Regions from separate parts of the Mus musculus genome. Here all the other regions are linked to region 2. Evidence: chromatin contacts called from public HiChIP or PLAC-seq data. All regions are on one chromosome and are shown on one strand. The core of a region is the stretch at or near the end of the contact, and the rest is flanking DNA. Distances in the headings are between cores, read along the strand shown. Region 1 holds the start of 1700112J16Rik (RIKEN cDNA 1700112J16 gene). Region 2 has its middle 3.6 kb from the start of Gm33926. Region 3 overlaps Mef2a (myocyte enhancer factor 2A).

Evidence for each region. HiChIP or PLAC-seq counts read pairs in DNA pulled down with a chosen protein or histone mark.
Region 1: a contact with region 2 is called in an HNF4G HiChIP or PLAC-seq map of pancreatic cancer cells. The contact joins the promoter of 1700112J16Rik here to the enhancer-like site in region 2. A contact is called at or near these places in 4 of 39 promoter capture datasets (embryonic stem cells and liver), 4 of 115 datasets of contacts at active chromatin or transcription factors (memory CD8 T cells, microglia, pancreatic cancer cells and 1 more) and 2 of 9 other capture datasets (adipose tissue and liver).
Region 3: a FOXA1 HiChIP or PLAC-seq map of pancreatic cancer cells shows a contact between it and region 2. The contact joins two enhancer-like sites. A contact is called at or near these places in 1 of 484 Hi-C or Micro-C datasets (pancreatic cancer cells), 2 of 115 datasets of contacts at active chromatin or transcription factors (microglia and pancreatic cancer cells) and 2 of 9 other capture datasets (adipose tissue and liver).

What each region holds. Positions count from the first base shown.
Region 1 is chr7:67,221,072-67,225,348 of GRCm38.p6, forward strand. 1700112J16Rik (RIKEN cDNA 1700112J16 gene) reads right to left here and starts at 1,387. Exons shown (of 3, transcript NR_131044.1): 1 at 1,173-1,387. It overlaps Lysmd4 (LysM, putative peptidoglycan-binding, domain containing 4), which reads left to right and starts at 1,473. Exons shown (of 3, transcript NM_175215.4): 1 at 1,473-1,558; 2 at 2,538-2,820. The coding sequence starts at 2,548.
Region 2 is chr7:67,442,138-67,445,869 of GRCm38.p6, forward strand. No RefSeq gene overlaps it. Among named protein-coding and RNA genes, the nearest start is that of Gm33926, 3.6 kb to the left of the region's middle. Within about 2 kb of position 1,309, at least 205 of the 459 cell types and tissues checked have an H3K27ac peak or open chromatin away from gene starts, as enhancers often do. A contact at or near this core is called in adipose tissue, memory CD8 T cells, microglia and 1 more, where this site is marked.
Region 3 is chr7:67,285,286-67,289,629 of GRCm38.p6, forward strand. All of the region lies in intron 4 of Mef2a (myocyte enhancer factor 2A), which reads right to left. Among named protein-coding and RNA genes, the nearest start is that of Lysmd4, 65 kb to the left of the region's middle. Within about 2 kb of position 2,361, at least 61 of the 459 cell types and tissues checked have an H3K27ac peak or open chromatin away from gene starts, as enhancers often do. A contact at or near this core is called in pancreatic cancer cells, where this site is marked.

The DNA.
Region 1 (4,277 bases), core at 137-2,636, 220 kb before region 2:
AATGTTGCTGGGATGATCCCTGGTGAGTGTTCAGCACACACAGCTCATGAGGTAAGAGGGGAAAGCTGGCTACAATGAGAAGCATAAACATTCATTTTCCACGAAAGGAATTCATATTCAGGCTTGCCATAGACTGACTTGTGTCCCCTTTCCTTCCTGTTGAAACCCTACCCTCTGAAGTGAGCTTTTAAGGTGGAGCCTTAAAGAGGGGACTGGGTCAGTGCCCTTGTGAAGGGCTTGGCTTAGACTCTTTAAAAGAAATAAAAAATTAAAAGACAAAACTTTCGACATTCCATGGCAGTTCTGCTTAGCCCTGGAGTTCAGAGCCATATTCAGAAAGCTAAATAGTTGGCCCCTGCTACCTTGCATCCTCTATCCCAGGAGAAGGCTGGACTTGGGAGGGGACAACATGTTTGACAAGGGTTGAAGGATATCCGAGTGGATACCTCTGGTGATGGGGTGGGTCTCCACTAACTTGGGATCAGATCAGTGGACCTGTTCATGTGGCTGGGCACCTGGCCCACTCTGATAGGTGGGACATAGCGTTCATACTTCTCAGGCAGCCTCATCCAAGCCTGTAAACTGTCACAAACCACAAATACCTCAGTGGGAAACACATGTGCTGGGTATATTAGCGAGGCTCACCTCCTGGGTTGGGGGGCAAAGTAAACAAATGTTTAAACAGATGTTTAAAGCCAGAAAGAAGAGTCCTGTGGCTAGCAGAGAGGGCCATGACCTGGTGCTTTCCTGGCCTTAGACATTTAGAGTAAGACTTTTAGTTTTATTCTAAATCATAGGAAGAATTTCTGGGCTCTTGTTTCAATGTTGATTCCCAGACAGGCTTAGCACCTTGGTTCAGCGGCCAGCCATCTGCATTCTTTGGTGTAATGCCTGCCCACGACACTTAGTTTCTTCCTTATTCATTGGATGAGTCTTACTCCATTAAGGATTTTAATCTTGGTTACAAAACAATGCCACAGGTTCTCCGCCCTTTTCCAAATAGCAGGGACGCTCTGGCTGGCCAGATGATACATATTCTCCTTTATCCAATTCTGGTCTGTGTTGTCAGGGCAACATTTCACATCCCTGGACTTCTGTTTATCTCTGGGCAGGGGCTGGCAACCATTCGGCCCCTCAAAGGATACTGGGTCGAAGATTCAGGTTGAGGCTACCTGGGTCAGGCCTCTCGAGTGGCGCACCGCCGTACTGGGTACGCTCCTGGCCACGGATCAGGACGCACATGGGTCAAAGGTCTCTCCTGCCGGGAAGAAGACCGAGGCTTAGCAGAAAGCTGTGGCCACCGAGGAGGCCAAGATACCTGGCTCAGAAGGGGAAACCGGGAACAGCTGGGATAAATGACATAGGAGCACAAGTCCAGGGTCCACGCTGGAGCCCCGCCCATCAGGGCCCGCCCTCATTCTGACCTCTCAGCACCTCCCGGCTCTGCCAGGGCCCGCCCTCCTCTGAAGTCATTGGTTGGCTCTTAGTCCCCGCCCCCGGAAGACCTGCTTTTTGCAGCCAATCGGCGGGCGCGGTGGCGGTGAAGCCTGGGAGCGAGGTACCCGAACCTGGAGCAGGGTCTGCTGGGTTGACTTGGGGGGCCAGGGCTTCTGGCCCTGTCACTGTGGGCTCAGTGGAGGGCTGCCAATCCAGGGCCAGTGCCTGTGTCCACAGAGGGCTGGTGCCGGCTTGCGGGAGTGGCAGGATGTGTATTCTTTGGAAAGTTGGGGCCGGGCCTGTTTAGGCCCAGGGGCGGGGACGTCTGAAATTTGTTTTGTCTCCTGCTTAATGACAGCCCACCTGTCATTGGAGGGAAACTGAGGCCTCTTTTGGCCGCCCCGGGTGCCAGGGGCTCAGAATTTGAGACCAGAGGGAGATACCTGAGGTTGGCTGTTCCCTTAAAGGGCCATGCAGAAGGGACCGCCAGGAATGCCTGGAGTCTCATTCCAGCCATTTGGAAGGGAAAGGTTGGTTGTGGCTCTGGCGTTTGACTCCAGGTGGCAATAAGGGGACCGTGGGGGTGAAATGAGTCCAGAATGACTGTGAGAAACGGACAAATTGAAATTTGATAGGTTTTTCCATTGCTCATCAATTAGGTCACGTCAGCCAGGGTCAAAATAAGAGAACTATGGTTGTTCCCAGCTTCTGTCCTTTCCCCTGAAGACACCTTGGGATGCCTAATGAGGTTTTTGTCCAAAGATTCTAAGTGTAAGATTCTCAGTGTCAGAGAGCTGAGAACAGTTGTCACCTCACACAGTGCTGAGACACAGTGGTTTCTTCTGTGGGCTAGGGGAAGCACAGCTGGGGGTGGGGAAGAAGGGTGGGGAATCTTTTTTGCACACAGTAAGCACTTAGGGAAAGTATGATCTTATTCTGTGTCAGTATCAGGTGGACAGGTGTGAGGATGTCCTTCTGTCCTGATGCTGTTTGTTTGATATTGGCAATATTAGGAAGTTACTAACGAGACAGTCCTCTTTAGGAAGCCAGAGGAAAATGAATAGCATTTGTGTGGAATTAACTCCAGGTCTGATTTTCAGTTAAGAGAAAATGAGGCAGAAGGAAGTGTTAGCCAAGAGCTTCCAAGGTCCAGCTGCTGTCTGCAGGACTCCAAACAGCCACGTTTACATGTTCAACAATGGCAGCGGGGACTCTGGGGACTCCTCTGAGGAAGAGTCACATCAGGTGGTGTTACGACCCCGGGGCAAGGAGCACCAGAAGAACAGCAGCCAACGGCCAGGAGCAGGCACCATGGTTCTGCTGCAGCGGGAGCTGGCTCAGGAAGACAGCCTCAACAAGCTGGCTCTCCAGTATGGCTGCAAAGTAAGCTGACCTCAGTCCCTCTGCCCTCCAGGGTTGAGAGAGGCACGGGGGGGGGGGAGGGGGTCCACTATAGGCGGGGGTCACTATAGGACCTTCCTGACCCCCATAGGCGACTAGAGTCCTCCCTAGCCAGGGCTGGAAGCTGGTGGAGGTACCCTTCATTCAGAACTCTGGGCTCAGGAAGGGTCAGTTAGTTGGGCACCTCAGTTCAGGGTGTGCTTGTCCTGTGTCCTCCACAGGGACACTATGAAACAGTGTGGCCTCTGAGCACACTGGATTTAAGGTCTTAGGGCTGGAGATGGTAGGCGGAGTCCACACGTTTCTGTGGCATGCTTCTCTCACTACTTGTATTTTCTGACCTTTGCTTGCCAGTAGCTAATCTGACTAGTAGAGTTTTCTCTCTTCTCCCTAGTAGAACTGCATGGTCTGGCCCCTGTGCTGTGCGTTTGTATAACCTTATCTTTCTCTTTAATTATGTTTTTAGCACTCAGAGTGATTAACAGTGGCAAAGTAAGTTGGAAAGCGTTTCTGGAATCGCTCTTTTCTCCCGCATTGAAACAGTCTGTTTCCCGCTGTTGACTCCATGCTATATACATGCTATATACATGCTGTATACATGCTATATACATGCTATATAGTACATGCTATAATCATGCTATATACTGGCAGAAGCTTTCACCAAGCTTGCATCAGCTACACAATTAAAAAACAAACAAACAACTTTACCTCCTAAAAATTGTCTGTGGTTTATCTAAAAAGATCCAAATGAGCAAAAAGACTGTGTGGGTGTGGGAGTCTTTCCCAAATAGAGGCTCGTCTCCAGGGACACATAGCATCTTAACATTGCACTGGCCTTTGCATTTGGGTGTTATAATCTGCTTCTCTAGGCATAACATATGCTTTATAGACCATGGACAAAAAACAAACAAACAAACAAAAAACCTTCCCAACAAAGTCTTGAAAGATAGACTTACTGTTCATGTCATGTCAGAATGACAGTCCCTAAGAAACCCAGAGTGGGTATTTAGTGTCTCCAGTAAGTAGTCCAGTTCCTATGGGAGGAGAATACATGTGCTGTTCATGTAGTACACAAAGAATGGAAGCTGTCAAGCTCCTCCTGTTTGTTGGTTTCAGAGCAAGAGAGAAGCGTCCTATAAGCCGGTTGAGTAAGACTCTAAAGTGGCTGCTGAGTAAAGCGATCGCACACACGATGGACTTGCACCGTCAGCTCCGTGGGCCGTACTTACACTTAGAGAAGTTTTTCCCAAGTAGCGTGAGGGGAATTTAAAATTTGGCTTCCCATTCCTCCTTTTCTGTTAGAAGTTTTGTGTTACTTGATAAAAATCCACAGTCACAGTCCCACAACCTTAGTCTGGAGAAAACAAACAAAAAAACAAAACAAAAAAACCAACTCAACCCGAAACTCCTGGCTGGTGGCTGATTGCCTAGCTCACTTC
Region 2 (3,732 bases), core at 59-2,558:
CCTCTGCCTCCCAAGTGCTGGGATTAAAGGCATACACCACCATGCCCGGCCTGGTTAATTCTTGAGGACCACATTGTGTCTGGGGAAACCATCTCCCTTATAGACCTTCTCTGAGCTTGGAGAATGGGCCAGGATCCTGAAGGCAATCACTGAATCTGACATCTTCTGGGTCTGAACACTTACTGAAGGCTGGAAACTGTAGGCTTTGCTTGAATTGGTTTCCTTGGTTATTTTGCTGTTGGGTTCAAATAACGTTAGAGGTGCCCGGAGGCAGACTACCAGCTGGTGTCTGGTTGCCTAGGTTTACGTTTCTGGCTGTATACCTTGCTGGCCATGTGACCCTGGAGAATTGCATAACCTCCCAAGACTGTTTATTCATTTGCAAGATGAGAAAATGGGAAGTCTCCGAGGTTTTCAGGAGAAGCATCAAGTAGGGGAAGTCTAGTCACATAGTCCACGAGTACATGTCACCTGCATCAAGAGGAGGTTCATGTTGGAGGTTCGTGTTCCTCAGTGAAGAGGACCTGGAAGCTTGTTTGCACGGGAGAGAAATCCTTAATAAACCTGAGAGTGTTCCAAACCTGTTTTGTTTTAAGGATTCCAGACAGACTTAAGGTAACAGTTTTTATTACTGGTTTTATTGTTCTGAACAGCCTCAAAAAGTAACTTTGAGGCTCGGAAGGTAACAATTAAGGGCCTCTGGTGGGAGACATCACAGTAGTGAAGTCTTAGCAATGAACTGAGCTGCCCAGCTTCAGTTTCACAGCCACTATCTTCCACCAAGTCTAGTCAGGAAGGGTAGTGAGTACCATACCTGCCACCCGAAGACTTCCAGAAAGAGAAGGCAGATACTGTGACTCAAAGGCAGCCATCTCCTCCCCTGCCCACGCTCCTCAGCCTGCAGACTGCGCCCTGTCAAGACCCTTCTGCCTAGTAACACAGTGAAGCACAGCTCCAAGGCACACGCTGCTCACACTCTCTTTCCCCCAGCTCTGGCTGGGAAATCTGACTGCAGCCTGCCTTTCTGGATCTGAGCTAATTCCCTTGCCAGCCACAGCCAGCCCCACAGCAGCACTTTGTCAGAAAGCAATCTTCCAGCTTGTGGCAGGCAGGGTGCATGCTGGCTGCAGGGTCTTCAGCCTGCTCCCTCGCCCTGCAGGGCAAGGCTTGTCCAAATATTTGGCTTGATCCTGCTCTTACTGATTCATCCCGTGCAGAAACCTCTGTAATTTCATCTCCTGTGTGACTCAGACAAGAGCTGAAAGCAAGGGCGATGCACCAGCAGCTGAAGCCTGCACGGAGAGAGCAGGCCGGCATCCAGTGCCCGAAGTGCCGAGCCTGGCCTCCTGGGCTGGGCGAGAGGTGCAGGCTCTCTCCAGCCTGGCTGGCCGGGAGATTAAATCTCTTTAGTCTGAGATGATTAATGGAACCCCAAACACGCCTCAGCATAGGGTGTAAAATGCACTTTGTTCCGTTTCCAAGTCCTCCCCCCTTTTTAAAATGCTAAATCCATTTGCATCTCATAAATTATATTGGCTCCAAAATGAAGTGCTCCTGACAGCCCAGGCAGGGTGTGGGCATTGCCCTTGTTGTCTCCTCGCTAGGAGACCCTAAGAAAGATCTCGCTTATCTTCTAAGGGAGGAGGGAGGAACAGCCAAGGGTGACCTAGATTCCAAATCTAAAGACAGGTACAGCAGGCTCACCTGCACATCTTCAATGGGCCGCCAGGCATGGTTTCAGAAGCACCCCACAGGAGGAGGCTCCCTTGTGGCTCATGGGGGACATGGTCATCTTCTTCCTCAGCAGTTAAGAAAAAACATGCATTGGGCTAGTGGGGTCCCTTGATCTTCCTGATGCCTCTTGGTGATACTGCCTGGGTGGGAGTTAGGGGGTGATTGACAGCAATGGTAGATTATTTCTTGTGGAGGTGAGGGCAGGGAGGGGTGTCTGAGCAGTGAATGGGGCACAGAGGTGGTGTTTCAGACACCAGGGTACCCAGGAACCAGAGGCAATGGGTGCTCACCCTTCCTCCCCAGCTCTGTGGCATGGAGCCAAGTTACCTGATCTCTCTGGAGTTGTTTTCTCATGCCTTCTTCCAACAAACACTTCCTGAGCGTTCCCTTGGCATCAGGCCTAGAGTTGCCCCCCTCGGCCCTTGAATTCTAGATAGTACATAGAATATTATAGCTGTGTGTGTATAGAATGCCAGGCAGTGGTGAAGTCTAAGAAGATAGAGTGTCATGCAGGCCAGAGAGCCCTAAGGCCATCAATAAGCTGGGCTGAGATGGAAAGATGAAAGTCTCAGGGATGGAGGAGCAGCAGGATGGGAGGGGTCTGCAGAGACTGGGGAAGCCCACGTGTAGAACACAGGATGAGCTTCAGCTCTCATTATCTAGCCACTGGCTGTGGGGTGTGGGCTGAGGATGCGAAAGGGAAGAAGAGAAACCTGGAAAGGAAGTGGCTTAGAAGCCAGGGTGAATGACAGAGCTGTATTCAGCTGGCACCTCCCTTGGCTCTCTCTGCACAGCCCACCCCCATCCCCCGCCTCTAAGACACAGGTGGCTTCACCATCCCAAAAGGTCAGCTGGCTGGGGTTTCACAAGCTGGCATTCCAGCCCTGGGGCTCTCCACACAGGGAGCGAGCCTCCCAGGTCCCAACCAGGACCAGCTGCCCCAGGGAACTCTGACCTATGCAGGGGCATCAGCTGCTGCCAGGGAGGGGTAGAGCTGGAGAGGGAGGGGAGAGGCAAGCTTGCTTCTGGCAGCTGTCCTTGGTAAGGGGTGTGAGCACTCCAGGAAAGGGAAGGAACACACGAACACACACACACACACACACACACACACACACACACACAAATGTTTTTTTGTAATCATCTGCATGTGTGACTTTTCATTTCTGTAGTTTGATTTCATTTCCCATATTGTAAGTAAGAAAACATGTACTGGAAAAAGTTCTCATATATGAAGCAGAGTCATATATGACTGTCCTCATATATGAAGGGTCCCATGGTTTGACCTCCGTGCTCTGTGTCTTTAGGTCTTGACCTTTGTTCAAGACTGGTTCTCTATCCCTGAACCCCACCCAGTCCATCCATGGAAGCTTTTGAGGACAAATTTCTTTATGACTTATTGACAGAAACCAAAGGGAATTTTGTGTTCCTCTTTGGTTTTGTTTTCTTGTTTGTTTATTACAGTGTTGAGGATTTAGCTGAGGCCATCCTCCATACCAAACACGTGCTTTACCAGTGAGCCCTACCCACAGCCTCTTTTCCACTCTCTGAGACCGGGTTTCACTTAGTTGCCCAAGCTGGCCTTGAATTTGCCATCCCCCAACCTCAACTTTGCAGCTCCCTGGGTTTGTTTTCAAGACTCAGAGATTAGAAAGGGGTGGGGGTGGAGCTTAACCCTCTTCCCCAGAGGGAACCTAACAGACAGGGTACAAAGCCCCCACTCAGCACTTTTCACCCCTGTCCCTTCCCCTTTTACTTCCGGACATGACTTGGGCCTGTGCCTGCCTCCTCCAGGGAGTATACTCTGCTTTCCTCTGCTGGCTCGGGGTCCCACAGTGCCAGGTGCAGTGGTCTCAAACTCGCTCTGGGTTTCTTCCTTTGTTCCTATAAGGAGAATGAGGAAGCGCTGCAAGCCAGACTGAGCCCAGCTCGGACAGCGTGTCACCAGTGTGCAGACTCAGCTGAGAAATCCAATCCTTCCCAGGCTTTCTGTGGGCACAG
Region 3 (4,344 bases), core at 1,111-3,610, 160 kb before region 2:
AAAAAACTTTTGAAGTGATTTTTTCCCTGAAATTTGAGAGATGGGTTTTCTAATGTCAAATGGTTCTCGAGTAAATTGTATAGGTGTCATTTCCGCAGCATCAAAAGATTAGACACACCTACCACTGAGCTCAAATGATATTCTAATCTAAAAGCAGTACAATATGTCGTATATCCTGATAAATAATATTTGGTGGGAAACAGTCTAGAGGCCTTGAACTTACCTAACAAAAATAATTCAGTTTTAAAATAATAAAATAACCAATATCACCATGTTAAGATAAAGGTAGCAATGTGTCCAATTATACGATATTCCCACTATCTTAACAACATATGTGACACGCAGTGTGATAAATAGCAGTACAATATTTGAAAATGTAGCTCAGAATACCCACGATACAATTCACAGACCACATGAAGCTCAAGAAAAAGGAAGACCAAAGTGTGGGTGCTTTGGTCCTTCTTAGAAGGGGGAACAAAATACTCATGGGAACAAATACGGAAACAAAGTGTGGAGCAGAGACTGAAGGAAAGGCCACCCAGAGACTGCCCCACCTGTGGATCTATCCCATATACAGTCACCAAACCCAGATACTATTGTGAATGCCAAGAGGTGCATGCTGACAGGAGCCTGATATAGCTGTTTCTTGAGAGGCCTTGCCAGACCCTACCAAATACAGAGGCATATGCTTGCAGCCAACCATTGAACTGATCACCAGGTCCCCAATGGAGGAGTCAGAGCAAGGACTGAAGGAGCTGAAAGGGTTTTCAACCTCATAGGAAAAACAACAATATCAACTAACCAGAGCTCCCAGGTTCTAAACCACCAACCAAGGAGTACACATGGAAGGACCCATGGCTCCAGCAATATATGTAGCAGAGGATGGCCTTGTTGGGCATCAATGGGAGAAGAAGCCCTTGGTTCCATGAAGGTTCGATGGCCCTGTATAGGGGAATGCCAGGTTGGGGAGGCAGGAGTGGGTAGATATGGGGGCACATCTACATAGAAGCAGGAGATGGGGAGATGGGATAGGGGCTTTCTGGGGAGGAAATCAGGAAAGGGGATAGCATTTGAAATGTAAATAAATAAAATATCCAATTTTTAAAAAGAAAATGAAGAATACTACATATAATATTTTTACCTTTTCTATCTTTTTCTGCAACCCCCTTTTAAAGAAATCTTGCAATTCCAACACAATCACCTGAGAAGTCCACAATCTGAAACCTATTCTATTCCACTCTTTTAGTGGCTAGCCAAACCTCCACAGTAAAGACAAAGCCTTCCACAGTCAGGAGGATCTGGTTTGTATCTCAGGTCTCAGTTACTTCCCTCTTAATACCACACTTCAGCTATACTTAGCTCATATAAACTTAAAATAAAGTGCCGATTAGATTTTTCTAATTTCCACCTAAGCCACCTCTTGACCTACAATACGCTTTTTCCTTTCCTTTCTTTGTAACCCCATTTCCTTCTCTAAGCATTCTCCGTAAGGCTGGTGAGGTCACCTCTGAAGCAAGTGCTCCTCTGACCGGCTCCCAAGCCTCCTCTGCTCCTGCGCTAATCTTGACAAAGATTTCACAAACGCACTGAGGACCTTCCAGAGAAGAAATACAGAACATTTTTACTTGATTAAAACTTTCAATGTTCATTCTTTGATACATGTGAACATAAAAAGAACACACCGATATTAATCAGCAGTCACAAAAACCTGTCTTATGGAAATGCGAGTTCTACTATAGTGACTGTGACGGTTTGTATATGCTAGGCCCAGGAAGTAGCACTATTAGTAGGTGTGGCCTTGTTGGGAGTAGGTATGTAACTGTGGGCCTGGGCCTTAATATCTGTCCTAGTTGCCTGGAAGTCAGTCTTCTCCTGTTTGCCTTCGGAACAAGATGTAGAACTCAGTTCCTTTGGCCCCACATCTGCCTGGATGCTGCCACACTCCCACCTTGATGATAATGGACTGAACCTCTGAACCTGTAAGCCAGCCCCAATCAAATGTCATCCTTTTAAAAGTTGTCTTGGTCACGGTGTCTATTCATAGCAGTAAAACCCTAAGTTTTCTTCCAGTGCACTTTCATTTCTGTTTTAACATTAATCTCTCATGGAATAAGTATGATCTCGAGAAAGACTGCATTTTAATAAGGAACTGCACATAGTTCCTTATTAAAAAGCACACAAATAAAAGCCAACAGCTATATAATGAACAATAATATCAAACAGGTATCAAAACAAGAATAGTAAACTTGAAATAGCAAGAACTATGGTGACTGCAATGTAAAAGGAAGGTGCCAAGGACGTGTGGAGGAGGCCGCAGGACTGTGCGCCTCACCCTGTGAGTCATCACCCTGCTACTCCAAGCTCTGTAAAGAATAAAAGAGCAGGGCAGGGCAGGGCTGGAGGTGGAGGGAGCTTTGCCTTGTCTTCAGATGCCTCATTATTTTCTCCTTCGCCTGCTGCTCCAACTGGAGCCCTGTAAAACATTAGGCAAGCCTCTTAAGTACTCCCTGTCTGTTCCATTTCTCATTATAATATGGGGTGCTGGAGGTGGATGGGGGGTGTCAATGCTTCCCAAAGCTTCTTTGAGGACAGTGTTAGACTGTCAGAAAATACAAATGGAATTGTGTCTTCCATTACTATATGGTCCAGACCAGATGATACTCAGAAACAGGAGCCACTGAACAATTTTGGTTTTTGCTCACCTATGGTCACAACTCCAAATGGAGTAAATGAATTTGGGGTTTACAAAAACTTGCAACAATAAAAAGTTTATGAACATGCAATAGCTTCAAATTAATTCAAGGTCAAACATGGCATAGCGACACACATCTGTAACTGTAGTACTTGGAAGGTGGACACAGGAGGATCAAGAGTAGCCTCTGCTACAAAGAGAATTTAAAGCTAGTCTGGACTAAAAATTGCCTCAACAAACACTTAAAACCAAACCAAAGCCTAACCTGCTTCCTGCACAGCATGTGGCATGCAGCTCAGATCTCCAGCACTCAGGTTAAAGGTGGGTGGGTGCTCACAGCCGTTCTCAACTCACGCTTTGCACTGGGCATGCCGTCACACCATGGAACACCAACTAATGCTGCCTGAAAAATTTCTGCCACTTAAAACTGCTGTCCATTGTGAAGTGCAGTATTCTTATTACACATGCCAAGGTTTCTGCATATGGACCCATAGTAGTTCATGGAAAAACAATTAAAATTTTCTACTGTTATTAGTTAGCATTTCTCAAATTAGTGTGTCTTGGGGTGATCCTGAATGGTGTAGAATTGCTACTTGAGTTATTAATTTACACACACAGTATTATGAAGTTTGGCTTAAGATTATGACAAGATTTCTAGCTTCTGAAATAGTCCTTATCATAGTTCTGCCACTTTGTATTCCATATTTATGTGAAATGGCATTTTGGCACTGTTCATTATAAAATCAAAATATCAACCAACCAAAAAAAATTCTCTAGGTCCTGCAGTATTGCAAATTCAAATTTAATGTTTTATATAATGGCAACTTACACCAATATTTGGTATACTATTTTAAACTTTGAAAAGATTTCTTAAAAATATGACTCAAACTTGCTCAGTATCTGAAATTAATTCAGGGTATATTTTCATGAATAAAAGGTTTGAAAAAGCTAAAAAAATCACTGTCAAAAAAGTGTGCTCACTTCAAGCTGTTGGTTTACAACTCCACTTAGAACAAGTAAACCAAGTTTCTTAGACCTCATCTCTAAGATTTTTCTTTTAGGTCTGGTTGGGGAACAAAACACTAGGTTCTAAAAATGTTCACGGTGATTTAGTACTGATAAGTCAGGTTATCACATTTTGGGAACCACTGTTCTTAAATAATGTATTCCTGGCACAGTCAATTTTATTACTACCTTTTTTTTTTAATCTTAAAGATTCTATTATTATTTATTCATGTGTCAAATTTCCTAGAACTGGAGCTACAGACAGCTGTGAGCCACCATGTGAGTGCTGGGAATCAAACCACAGTCTTCTAAAAGACCAGCTTTAACTGCTGAGCTGTCTCTAACCCATTCTGATTTCCTAGTCGACAGGTGCATTTTATAGTAATTCTCTATTTTCTTTCTTTTTGTATTAATTCCAGTTTGCTTTGTGTTTTGAATGTAGGAAATTAAAACTAAAAATGTGACATTTCATGGCTGAGGAGACAGGTCTGGGCAAACTGCTTGCTGTGTAAATATAGTAGTTCATATCTCCAGGAATCCCATTAAAAGGTGGGCTGGTTATAATCCCAGTCTATAATCTTTGTGCTGGGAAGGGAGAGTTAGGGAACCTGCATAGCAAGCTGGTTAGCTAGACTTGGTAAGTTCCA